3 separate regions of the Sus scrofa genome follow, and regions 2 and 3 are each linked to region 1. The links are chromatin contacts, called in public Hi-C and HiChIP or PLAC-seq maps. All regions are on one chromosome and are shown on one strand. The core of a region is the stretch at or near the end of the contact, and the rest is flanking DNA. Distances in the headings are between cores, read along the strand shown.

Region 1 (3,241 bases), core at 381-2,880:
CCAGTTTCCATGAGCCTATGCATGCAGCCGAGCTACTCTGATCAATAATATGCAGCCCTGCTCCTGCTCTCTGCTCCAGAAAATACCTGCTAGAGATGACAACAGGGTCCCCAGGAGGACTGGGCTTTGCTGGGGTCAGAGTCAGGGCTGGGGAAGCGTGGCAGACTGGTATGGAGGGTTGAGGCCCAGAGGACAACCAATGCCTCTTGGGGTGCCTTGGAGGACCATTCCCCGTGTCAAGCTTAGCTTTCCCCTGCCCCCCACTGAGCAAAGAAACAGAGATGCCCAAAGCATCCAGCTATGCCCAATCCTAACCCTCTTTCTACATCTTCTCTTGGAACTTCCTGACCTCAGGGTTACCCTTCCCAGATGGCAAGAGTATAACATGACAAGCTCAGAAGTTGTCACCCCGCCAGAGCCTCCAGCCCTCCCAGCATCTCGGAGGCTAATCTTGGGTCAAGTGCCTCTTCTTTCAAGAGAGAAACTAGATCAACTGCCAGCAGAGGGGGAAGGATTGGCCGATTGAGGCCTGGGTTTGAAGCCTAGCTTGGCCACCAAATTGCCGTGCTTCCGTGGGCAAGTGGCCCCATCCTTCTGGGCCACAGATGCCTCCCCTCGTGGGAAGGGTGATGGCTGTGTTGAGCCACCCATTTCCTCTTTTCTTCTAGTCCCCACAATAACCATAAACCACAGTTCTGGGTTGGGAATAAAGCTCAGGGCACAGACAGTAAAGGTTCCTTCCTTTCTGCAAAAACAACAAAAATAGCAACATTTCTGTTTAGTATGCCAGGCCCCATTCCAGTCACGTTTACATACACAATCTCCTAATTATCTTTACAGCAAAGCAAAGAGGTGGCTATCACTATTGCTCCCATTTTAAAGATGGAAAGTAAAGCTCAAAAACTCTATATTTTCTCCGTGGACAGATAGACAGCTAGAAAGGGGTAGAAGATTTGGAACTGGGCATTGTGTCTGCAGAACCAGGACATTGTGGAATTCCACTCTTTTCTGACCAGTTCATCTTTCCCTTCACCATAGAACATTGATAAAGTTTGATTACATACTTGGACACAAGGAAAAAAATTAATTGGAGATGTTACAGGCCACCGTCTATGACTCTAATCCAAAATTTTTAAATAAAAAAAAATAATGTGGCTGAGACTATTCTTAAGTACTTAGAAATTAATAAACACTCTTCTAGATAACCCATGGATCAAAAGAAATATTAAAACCGAGGTTAAAAATCATCTAGAAAGAGATGAAAAGGGGAACTTTTTATTTCAAAAACCTATGGGATTCAGAAAACATCTCAACTCGGGGGAAAATGTACGGCCCTGAAATGCCTTCATTATTAAGGAAGATGAAAAATAAAGGCGCCAAAAACACATCAGAAGAAATGAGAAAAACGAATAAACAAGAGAAGAAAGTATGAAATAGGAATTCATCAATAGGTGAAATGAATAACACAGAAAATAAGAGAAAGGAAAAACACGGATTGCTTGAAATCAAAATCAGCCCCAGAGGCTAACAGCGTTGCCGGGGTCGGGGAGTGTGTGTGAAGGTCCCAGGTTCCCAGAGCGGTCAGTGCCCCGCCCCTCGGCCTACTGACCCCTGAGCTCATGGCTGCCTCCCGCCTGGACCTCACTGTGCACAGTGTGGAGATTTGACTGCCCAACCGAGGCTCCTTGGACTGGAGTCTTTAGTGTTTCCTCCCAGAAATAGAGGCAGTTTTGTGTTTTCAGCAATGAAAGCTGCTGTGGTTTTGTTTTCTCTCTGTTGCCAGGAGTCAAGAGGAAGTCTGTGGTTAGACATCTTCGGGTGGAGACATACACAAACACAGTGGCTAGAAATGGGCTCCGCGGATTCAGCTTTCCCAGCCCTGTGGGGAGTTGGGGGGTGTGGGGTGGGGGGATGGACGCATGCAACTGAACAAATGAGAAGGAGGGAGGGGGGAGGGAGGGAAGGATGACTGAACCTCTACCCCTGGGCCTCCTAGACGTGCAGCAGCCCCCACCATTCTCTGCCTCCAGCCCACCTCTGTTTCCCATTCTGATGGTCGGATACTGTGATCCACTTTTTCCTCAAAGGCTGAGGCCACCTGATTCACCTTCACGCCAACCCAGAGACTGCATATAAAAGATCCCTGTGAATTCAATGTCCAGCTCTATGGTGGGCACGGCCAGCTGCCACACACCATGGACCCTAGCCTCTCCTTTTCCATCAAAATCCTGGGTTTGATCAGGCTAGTGGGGGGCCTGGCTACAAATGCTCACATCTCTGACCACCCGCATACCTAGAAGCAGGCCCTTTGATTAGAGTTCAGGCCAATGAGCTATGATATTTCTAAGAAAATACTTTCATTCATAATATAGGCACCAACTCTTCCTCCTCCTTGCCCCCCACGCCACCTTTTTTGCCTAGAACTTGAACACAAGGCCTGGAGGTGTAGCAGCCACCTTGTGGTTATGAGGCAGCCGCATGAGGATGACATTAGTGCAGAAAAACAGAAAGAGGCCAGAGGCTCAGTGGCATTCTTATATCACCTTCTACCCTGTACAGACTCACCAGAGACTTCTAATTTCATGAGAAAAATAAAGCTTCAGCTGGTCAAACCACTATAGCTGCCTGTCCCATTCATTGCAGCTGAAGCATTCCTACATTGAAACAAGAACCTCAGCTTTTGTAGGGTTTTTAAAACATTTTCACCCCACCCTCTATCAGGTCCTCAGAGAAATCCTTTAAGGCAGATCAATGTCTTTCCTCCTATTTTCAGATGAGGAAACTGGGGTTTCTCAGACATGAAGTGGGTCAAAGCATCAGGATCTGAACCCCAGGACTCTTTCCCCCAGGCTATGGTTTTTCCCAAGACAACCCCTCTTGCCTGGAAGCACTTCAGAGCTTTCTTCTCTCTGTAATCCCTCCTGGCACACAAGCTTACATGCTGAAAGTCAAAGTTCCTCAGGGACTGAGGAGCATGGGGACTGGTTTCAGACACAGCTTCCAGGATGGGGAGTGATGCTCTTTTGCTTTCACATGCATCACTTTGAGTCCAAGGATCTGGCTTCAAGCCTTGCATCTCAGCCTTTCTTGCTATGTGATCTAGGGGGGAAAGAAATCTCTGAAAATCTGCACATCTATGCAATGAGAATGGCAGCCCTTCTTCCTGAGGCGATGCTCATACACTCAGAAATATATGCTAATGTATGGTACAGGATAATAAGCTCCGAGCATCCTCTCTAGG
Region 2 (3,241 bases), core at 431-2,930, 710 kb before region 1:
AGGTTCGATCCCTGGCCTTGCTCAGTTGGTTAAGAACCTGGTGTTGCCATGAGCTGTGGTGTAGGTCAAAGATGCAGCTCAGATCCCGTGTTGCTGTGGCTGTGGTGTAGGCTGGCAGCTACAGCTCTGATTTGCCTGCTAGCCTGGGAACCTCCATATGCCGCTAGTGTGGCCCTAAAAAGACCAAAAAAAAAAAAAAAAAAAAAAAAAAAAAGCAACCAAGGGGATCCTTTAAAAAACTCATACCTCTGTATGCCACTGCTTAAAACCCATCAATGGCTGCCCCTTGCTGTTAGGATAAAGCCCTCCACTGTTCCCTTGGCCTTTGAGGCCCCTGCCCAGTTCTCTACCCTTAAGGCCTGCTCACCCCATGTGCTCCAGGCTCCCTGGGTGTCCATCAGCACCCAGCACACCATCTTCTTGGCCTCAGGGCCTTTGGTCCTGCCATTCCCTCTGCCTGGAATGCTTTGCCCACTTAATTCCTACTCATCCCTCAGGCCTCCCAGGCCAGGCCAGGCGGGGCCCTCCATCCCATGCTATAACAGCCTGTACTTCTCCTTGAGGTGCTAACCACAATGGCAGAGAAACCATCAATTGTCTAATTTAGCCTTGACTGTGTGCCTCCCCAGCTTAAATGTCAGCCTGGTGGGGGCCAAGGACCATGTCATCCTATAAACAAGCCCATGGACCTCACTCCAAATGTTCAGTCTTCATAGAACGGTGAGTCCAGGAAGGAGAAGTGCACTGGAATCTGACAAATCTGGGTTCAAACCCCAACTCGGCCACTTACTAAGCGTGGGCCCAGAGCATGAATGTTACACCGAGAAGCTTTTATTTCTTTGCTATCTTCCTCATAAATCTGTTGAGAGGATAAAGCCAGCCATACCTGGGTGGGTTCTGGGCCACAAGCTGAGGTCACCCCACATCAGCCCCCTCCCTGCACAGGGCCTGGGTTCCAGCCTGGTGTATGGAAGCAGGAACACTGCTGGGGGTGATGTTAATGCCCTGCCCCCCCATCTCCAGCCACCGTGGGAATGGAGCGGCTCGCAGAGGGGAGGTGTGCGGTTTCACTTTCATAGTTTTCAAACAAGAAGACAAAAAGAGGAAAAATGAAACCACCCGGGAAAGCAGCAGGGGCCCATTTTGTCTGCAGCCTGACGTGTTTAGCTCGGCAGGCACAGCCGGCCCCGAGTATTTATTTATTTTTTAAGTAACTGATGCATGAGTCAGTCGGTTGGCTTGGTGGTAAAACGCAACCCACGATCAAGGAAATAACTGATGAACGGCATGGAGTGGATGCCGTGCCAACACACCACTCATGACTTCTGCAAATCCCTTGTTCTCGGGGCCAGCACGGGCCAACTGGAGCTGCGGTTCCTCGCGCTGCTCTCCAGGACCTGCCGCCAGCGCATCTGAGATCCTTCAACAGTTGCCTCATGCTCGCTGCTCACCGCCAATGCATGTTTGCTGTAATTATACCGTGTCTAAAGGAGAAGCACAAAAGACTTGTTGATTTTGGATGGGGGCTGACCTGGGCTGCTGGCAGAGTCTGGGCCGCCCCGGTGAGGACGTGACCAGCTGGGGCGAGTGTTGAACTCAGGCCATCGTAGCCCTGCTGCTGCCTCCTCCTGGCTCCGCTGCCAGCTGACTCGAGCCGGCTTTCTTTGGAGAATCACCCGAGGGGAACGAAACGAGGAACTGGAGTTCCTATAAAAAGCAGCTCGCTCCTTCCTCCCGCCAAGTCCCTGAATGATAATCATCTCTGAAGTGGGCTGCCCCTCCCTCCCCACCGCTAACCATGCTCATTGTCTGTCTCTTGTTTCTGCGAGGAAACATCTTGGCTTCCCAGAGAGGCCCGTCCATGGTGGCTGGGGAGATGTGGCCACCCCGTCTGAGCTGGGCTTCCTGCTTGCCCCACACAGACTGCACTGGGCAGTCAAGGGGTTGGCTAGAAGGTGCTGGAAAGGTGAGAGCACTGGCTTGGTGCCGTGGCTCATGTTCTATGTGACCGGGACAAACGACTTATCCTTGAGGGGGTTCAGTTTCTCCATCAGTTATTTGAGGGGGGTGGGCCAAAGGGTGGTTTCCCAACCCCTTTTTAATTTCTTCCCAGGGAGCAATTACATGGAACCTCAGTGCAGAAAGCGGAACGGCTTGATGAAGCGAGGGCATGTTCCACAGCCCCATCCACCCAGTCTTTCCAGTCTGGCCCCTCCAGTGACCCCTTGGGGGAACCCTAGAGTACCGGGGAACACAATTTGAAAATCATGGCTCTGATCGCAAAGGCGCCTGGCAGCCTTTGGGTTAGAAGGATCTAGGCCTGTGGAGGTAAATCCCAGGAGTTGCCTGTGACTGTGTCTCGTGAACCTGACTCTGTCCTGGGACGGGGAGGGGGCATAAATTCAGCAGGAAGACGACACCCTGTAGTAATAACAACAACAACAAAAACGATTTTGCTCCCGCTGAAGTTTCTTGAGCAACTGGCAGGCTGCCACGAATGTACTTAGGCGGAAAATCACCAGAAAAAAATGATATAATCTGACAGATTTTTCACAGGCTTAAATATTCATGAATTAAAGGAATTGGCAGAATTTTCTACATTATTAGCTTTCATCATGGCTGCAGGAGCAGTTGGTATACTGGCTGCTCTTCAAGATCCATTAATCTCGTCCATCATAAGAGCAGCCATTTTAAAATTAGCTATTTTTACTGAGTGATGGTGTACGGGGGAGACGGGGAAGTGGAAATGCGATTCCAGTTGAAAGGTCCTCCCGCTTCTCACTTTAAAATCAGCAGGACAAGCCAAACAGCATCTCCACAGGAAGGGGATCAGCAGGACTCCAGGCTGTGAAAATCCAGGCATGCAGTGCAGTGCAGGGCCCTCTAGCTCTTTTGCACAGCACAGAAAGCCTTCTGCCTGCTGAACCCAACCTCGGGGTCAGGGGCTGGGCAGGGGGGTCAGGACACCTTTCTGGGAGGCTGAGGCCAAGAGACACCCAATAGGGTCTTCTGGGTGAAGAAGACATTTAGCTCACAGTCTTTCTACCAGATGGCACTCAGGGTGCAGGACTGCAGAATAGCCACGGAATGATATTCCTTATTTACGGAATGCATGCTCTGAGCTGGGTACTGCACTACGCATGCATCAACTCATTCCAGTACCGGAAGCTACCTATCTTCCAAGTTCTTTGATGCTAGAGTGAGATGATGCATATTATAATATTTATATCTTTTATGTACA
Region 3 (3,241 bases), core at 247-2,746, 560 kb before region 1:
ACCCCACTCACTCGTAGCTGCTTTCACTTCCAACATCCCAGTTCCCTCTCGCCTGGCCATCTCCTTTCCTCTTGCTTAAGAAAGAAGATCCCTTCCTTCCTTCTCTACCGTTGTAGATAATTTTTACCCCAAGCCCACCCACCTAGAGGTGGAAGGCCTGAGCCTCTAAGGGCCCCCTGGCTGAGGGGCTCCTGGGAAAGGGCAGCGCTTTGCAGCCAGGCTTTAGGTCTGCCCCCAGCTCAGCTGGAACATCAGCAAATTATGTCTCCTGCCCTGATCCCTCTCCCAAACTCCAGCCACACATTGACAGCCGCTCCCTGGCCTCCCTGTCCCATTGTCTCCTGGGGAATAAGTGGACACCAGACTCATCACTTTCCTCTCCAGCCATCACTTTCCCTGCATTTTCTCACCCTGTTCTCGACAGCTGGAAGACAACACTGTGTTCAGTGAAAGATGGAATGCTGCAGAGGAGGAGCTGGTCTGGGGAGGAGGTTGACAGCCATTGCATGTACATGGGGCTTGAGTTACAGATGGCTAGGGATCAGACAGGTGGGTGTGAAGGTCTGGAGCTAGGACAGAGACCCAAGAGGCTTCAGACTGAAGAAACTGATGGAAGCCTTGGATAGGGGACAGATAAGCACCAGGAAGGAGCATAATGACAGAAAGCTGGGGGACGACCCTCATGTCAGAGGTGGGGACAGAGACAGGAACTTGCCAATGGATCCTGCAAGGCCACCATCTTGAAAGCCACACCAGAAAAATGGCTTCGAAGGGAAGTGGTCAGCCTTCTGGGATGCTACAGGGAGATCAAGTGAGATAGTGTAGTCTGTCGGGGTCACAGAGGCCACGATGACCTCCCAAGGGAAGTCCCTGGGGTGTGGATGGCGGGGAGCCAGACCACACCAAGTGCAACAGTGACAGGGAGGCAGGCGAGGAAGTGGAGACACTGAAGATAAGCAACTCTTCCAAGAAAGGCTGCTGAGAATTAAAAAGACTGCTAGGCTGGTGGCCCAGGGAAGTCTCGGTGTTGCTGGGAGGAGCCAAAGGAAGAATGAGTGAATCGGTGGAGGCTGTCCTTGGACCCAGGGCTTGGTCCCAGCACAGGGCAAGAGATCTCATATAGACGAGGTATGTTCCTTCCCTCGGGTGGGAAGACACATGTTAGGGATGGACCCAAGAAAGAGACCTCAGGAAGGGCAGGACTTTGTGGAGTCCCCACCTGCAAGCCAATTCTGCCTGGTTTTTTCCAAATGGCTTTTCCAAGGCCAGTGTCATCAAGCTCCTAATCCTACCCTGGTCTAGATGCTTCATGTTCATTCTTTCTCTCCTCCCAGAGTCTCTGGGAAGCAGACACTACTAAGCTCATTTTGCCCATGAGAAAACTGAGCCAGAGAGAAGTTCACTAACTAGCCCAAGGTCACACGACCAGGCAGTGCCTCCTAAGGTGCCAACCCAATTCCGAGAAACTCCCCAAGGCCCTTGCCTCACAGTGCCCTCTGGCCTCCTAGCCCTGCTGCCATGACTTTGCATTTCTCAAGTATATCTGCACAAGCTCTTGCTTCTGCTCAGAATGCCTCTGGTTCCTCACCCACCCACTGGAGCAGATGTGTCCTTCTGACTTAACCCATCTTCCCTGGCCTGTCTTCCTCACCCAGATGTTCCCACACACCCTAGCCATGTCTCTTTATGCCACTGACTGTGTTGTGTTGAAATAATATGATTTTTTGGTTCTCTGTTCCACTCCTGGACACTGGACTGTGAGCACCTCATGGGCAGGGACCCTGCCTTACCTGTCTTACCTGTTCCCAGCTCCTAGACAAGTGCCCAAAAAGCAGATAGTAGGGCCTAGAAAACAACTTGTCAGATGAGCAAATGAGAAATTTCTTTTAAAAGTCCAAAGGTTTGAGCATGAAAATGAATCATGAGGGGGAAATTTTTGCAAACCACTTATCTGATAAAGGACTCCAACTCATACATAGCAAATTCAGTTCAACGGTAAGAAAGAGGAGTTCCTGTCGTGGCTCAGTGGTTAACAAACCCTAGTAACCATGAGGTTTCGTGTTCGATCCCTGGCCTTGCTCAGTGGATTAAGGACCCGGCGAGCTGTGGTGTAGGTCACAGATGCGGCTTGGATGCCATATTGCTGTGGCTGTGGTGTAGGCCGGTAGCTACATCTCTAATTAGACCCCTAGCCTGGGAACCTCCACATGCAATGAGTGCAGCCCTAAAAAGACAAAAAACAAAACAAACAAACAAACCAAAAAACCAGTAAGAAAGAAAACAATCCAAAGTGGGCAAAAGACATGAAGAGACATTATGTCCAAGAGGAGGTATCAATAGCAGATAAGCACATGAAGAGATGTTCAACACCATTAGTCATTAAGGAAATGCGAATTAATTAGGAGTCTGGGATTAACAGACACACACTACTATATATAAAATAAAGAACAAGGGCATACTTAGAGCACAAGGAACTCTACTCAATATCTTATAATAACCTATAAAGGAAAAGAGCCTAAAAAAGAATAGATATATACATGTGTGTGTAACTGAATCATTCTGCTGCACTCCTGAAACTAACACAGCATTCTAATCAACTCTATGGCAATAAAATTTTTTTAAATAAATATATTTAAAAAGGAAATGTACATTAAAGCCGCAGTGAGATATCACTACGCACATATCAGAATGGTTAAAATTAAAAAGAGTTAACAATACTAATGCTGACAAGAATGCAGAGAAACTGGGATGCTCATACACTGCTAATGGAAATGTAAAATAGCACAGCCATTCCGGAAAAGTCTGGTCGTTTCTTAAGAGTCCAAACATACACTTACCATATGACCCAGAAATTGCACTTCTGGGCACTTGGCCCAGAGAAATGAAAACATGTCCATACAAAAATCTCTACTGTACATAATTTCATAGCAGCTTTATTTGTAAGAGCCTCAAACTGGAAACAACTAAAATATCTTCTGTAGGTGAACGGTTAAACAAACTTTGTATATTCATACCATGGACTACTACTCAGCAGTCAAAGTGAATGAAATTTCGAGGCAGGTAATAATATGAGACTCCCAAGGACATCATTTGAGCAAAAAAAAACCACACCCAGTTTCTAAAGGTCACATGCTGCATTCTTCCTTTTTTGTAATAGTCTTGAAATAACAAAAGCACAGAGCCGGAGAACAAATTGATGATTCCCAGGAACAAGGGATAGTTGAGGGGAGGAAAGGTGTGA

Evidence for each region. Hi-C and Micro-C count contacts between places; a contact is called where the count stands out from the background. HiChIP or PLAC-seq counts read pairs in DNA pulled down with a chosen protein or histone mark.
Region 2: a contact with region 1 is called in a Hi-C map of retroperitoneal adipose tissue, with 2.5 times the contacts expected there. The contact joins two enhancer-like sites. A contact is called at or near these places in 15 of 47 Hi-C or Micro-C datasets (alveolar macrophages, blood, embryonic fibroblasts and 7 more) and 1 of 2 datasets of contacts at active chromatin or transcription factors (alveolar macrophages).
Region 3: a contact with region 1 is called in an H3K27ac HiChIP or PLAC-seq map of alveolar macrophages. The contact joins two enhancer-like sites. A contact is called at or near these places in 2 of 47 Hi-C or Micro-C datasets (embryonic fibroblasts and subcutaneous adipose tissue) and 1 of 2 datasets of contacts at active chromatin or transcription factors (alveolar macrophages).

Annotation. Positions count from the first base shown.
Region 1 is chr1:167,501,285-167,504,525 of Sscrofa11.1, reverse strand. No RefSeq gene overlaps it. Among named protein-coding and RNA genes, the nearest start is that of RPLP1, 210 kb to the right of the region's middle. Within about 2 kb of position 1,630, at least 27 of the 83 cell types and tissues checked have an H3K27ac peak or open chromatin away from gene starts, as enhancers often do. A contact at or near this core is called in alveolar macrophages, embryonic fibroblasts, omental adipose tissue and 2 more, where this site is marked.
Region 2 is chr1:168,210,845-168,214,085 of Sscrofa11.1, reverse strand. All of the region lies in intron 1 of LOC110262000 (a long non-coding RNA gene), which reads left to right. Among named protein-coding and RNA genes, the nearest start is that of UACA, 240 kb to the left of the region's middle. Within about 2 kb of position 1,680, at least 45 of the 83 cell types and tissues checked have an H3K27ac peak or open chromatin away from gene starts, as enhancers often do. A contact at or near this core is called in alveolar macrophages, embryonic fibroblasts, omental adipose tissue and 2 more, where this site is marked.
Region 3 is chr1:168,060,471-168,063,711 of Sscrofa11.1, reverse strand. No RefSeq gene overlaps it. Among named protein-coding and RNA genes, the nearest start is that of TLE3, 210 kb to the right of the region's middle. Within about 2 kb of position 1,496, at least 11 of the 83 cell types and tissues checked have an H3K27ac peak or open chromatin away from gene starts, as enhancers often do. A contact at or near this core is called in alveolar macrophages, where this site is marked.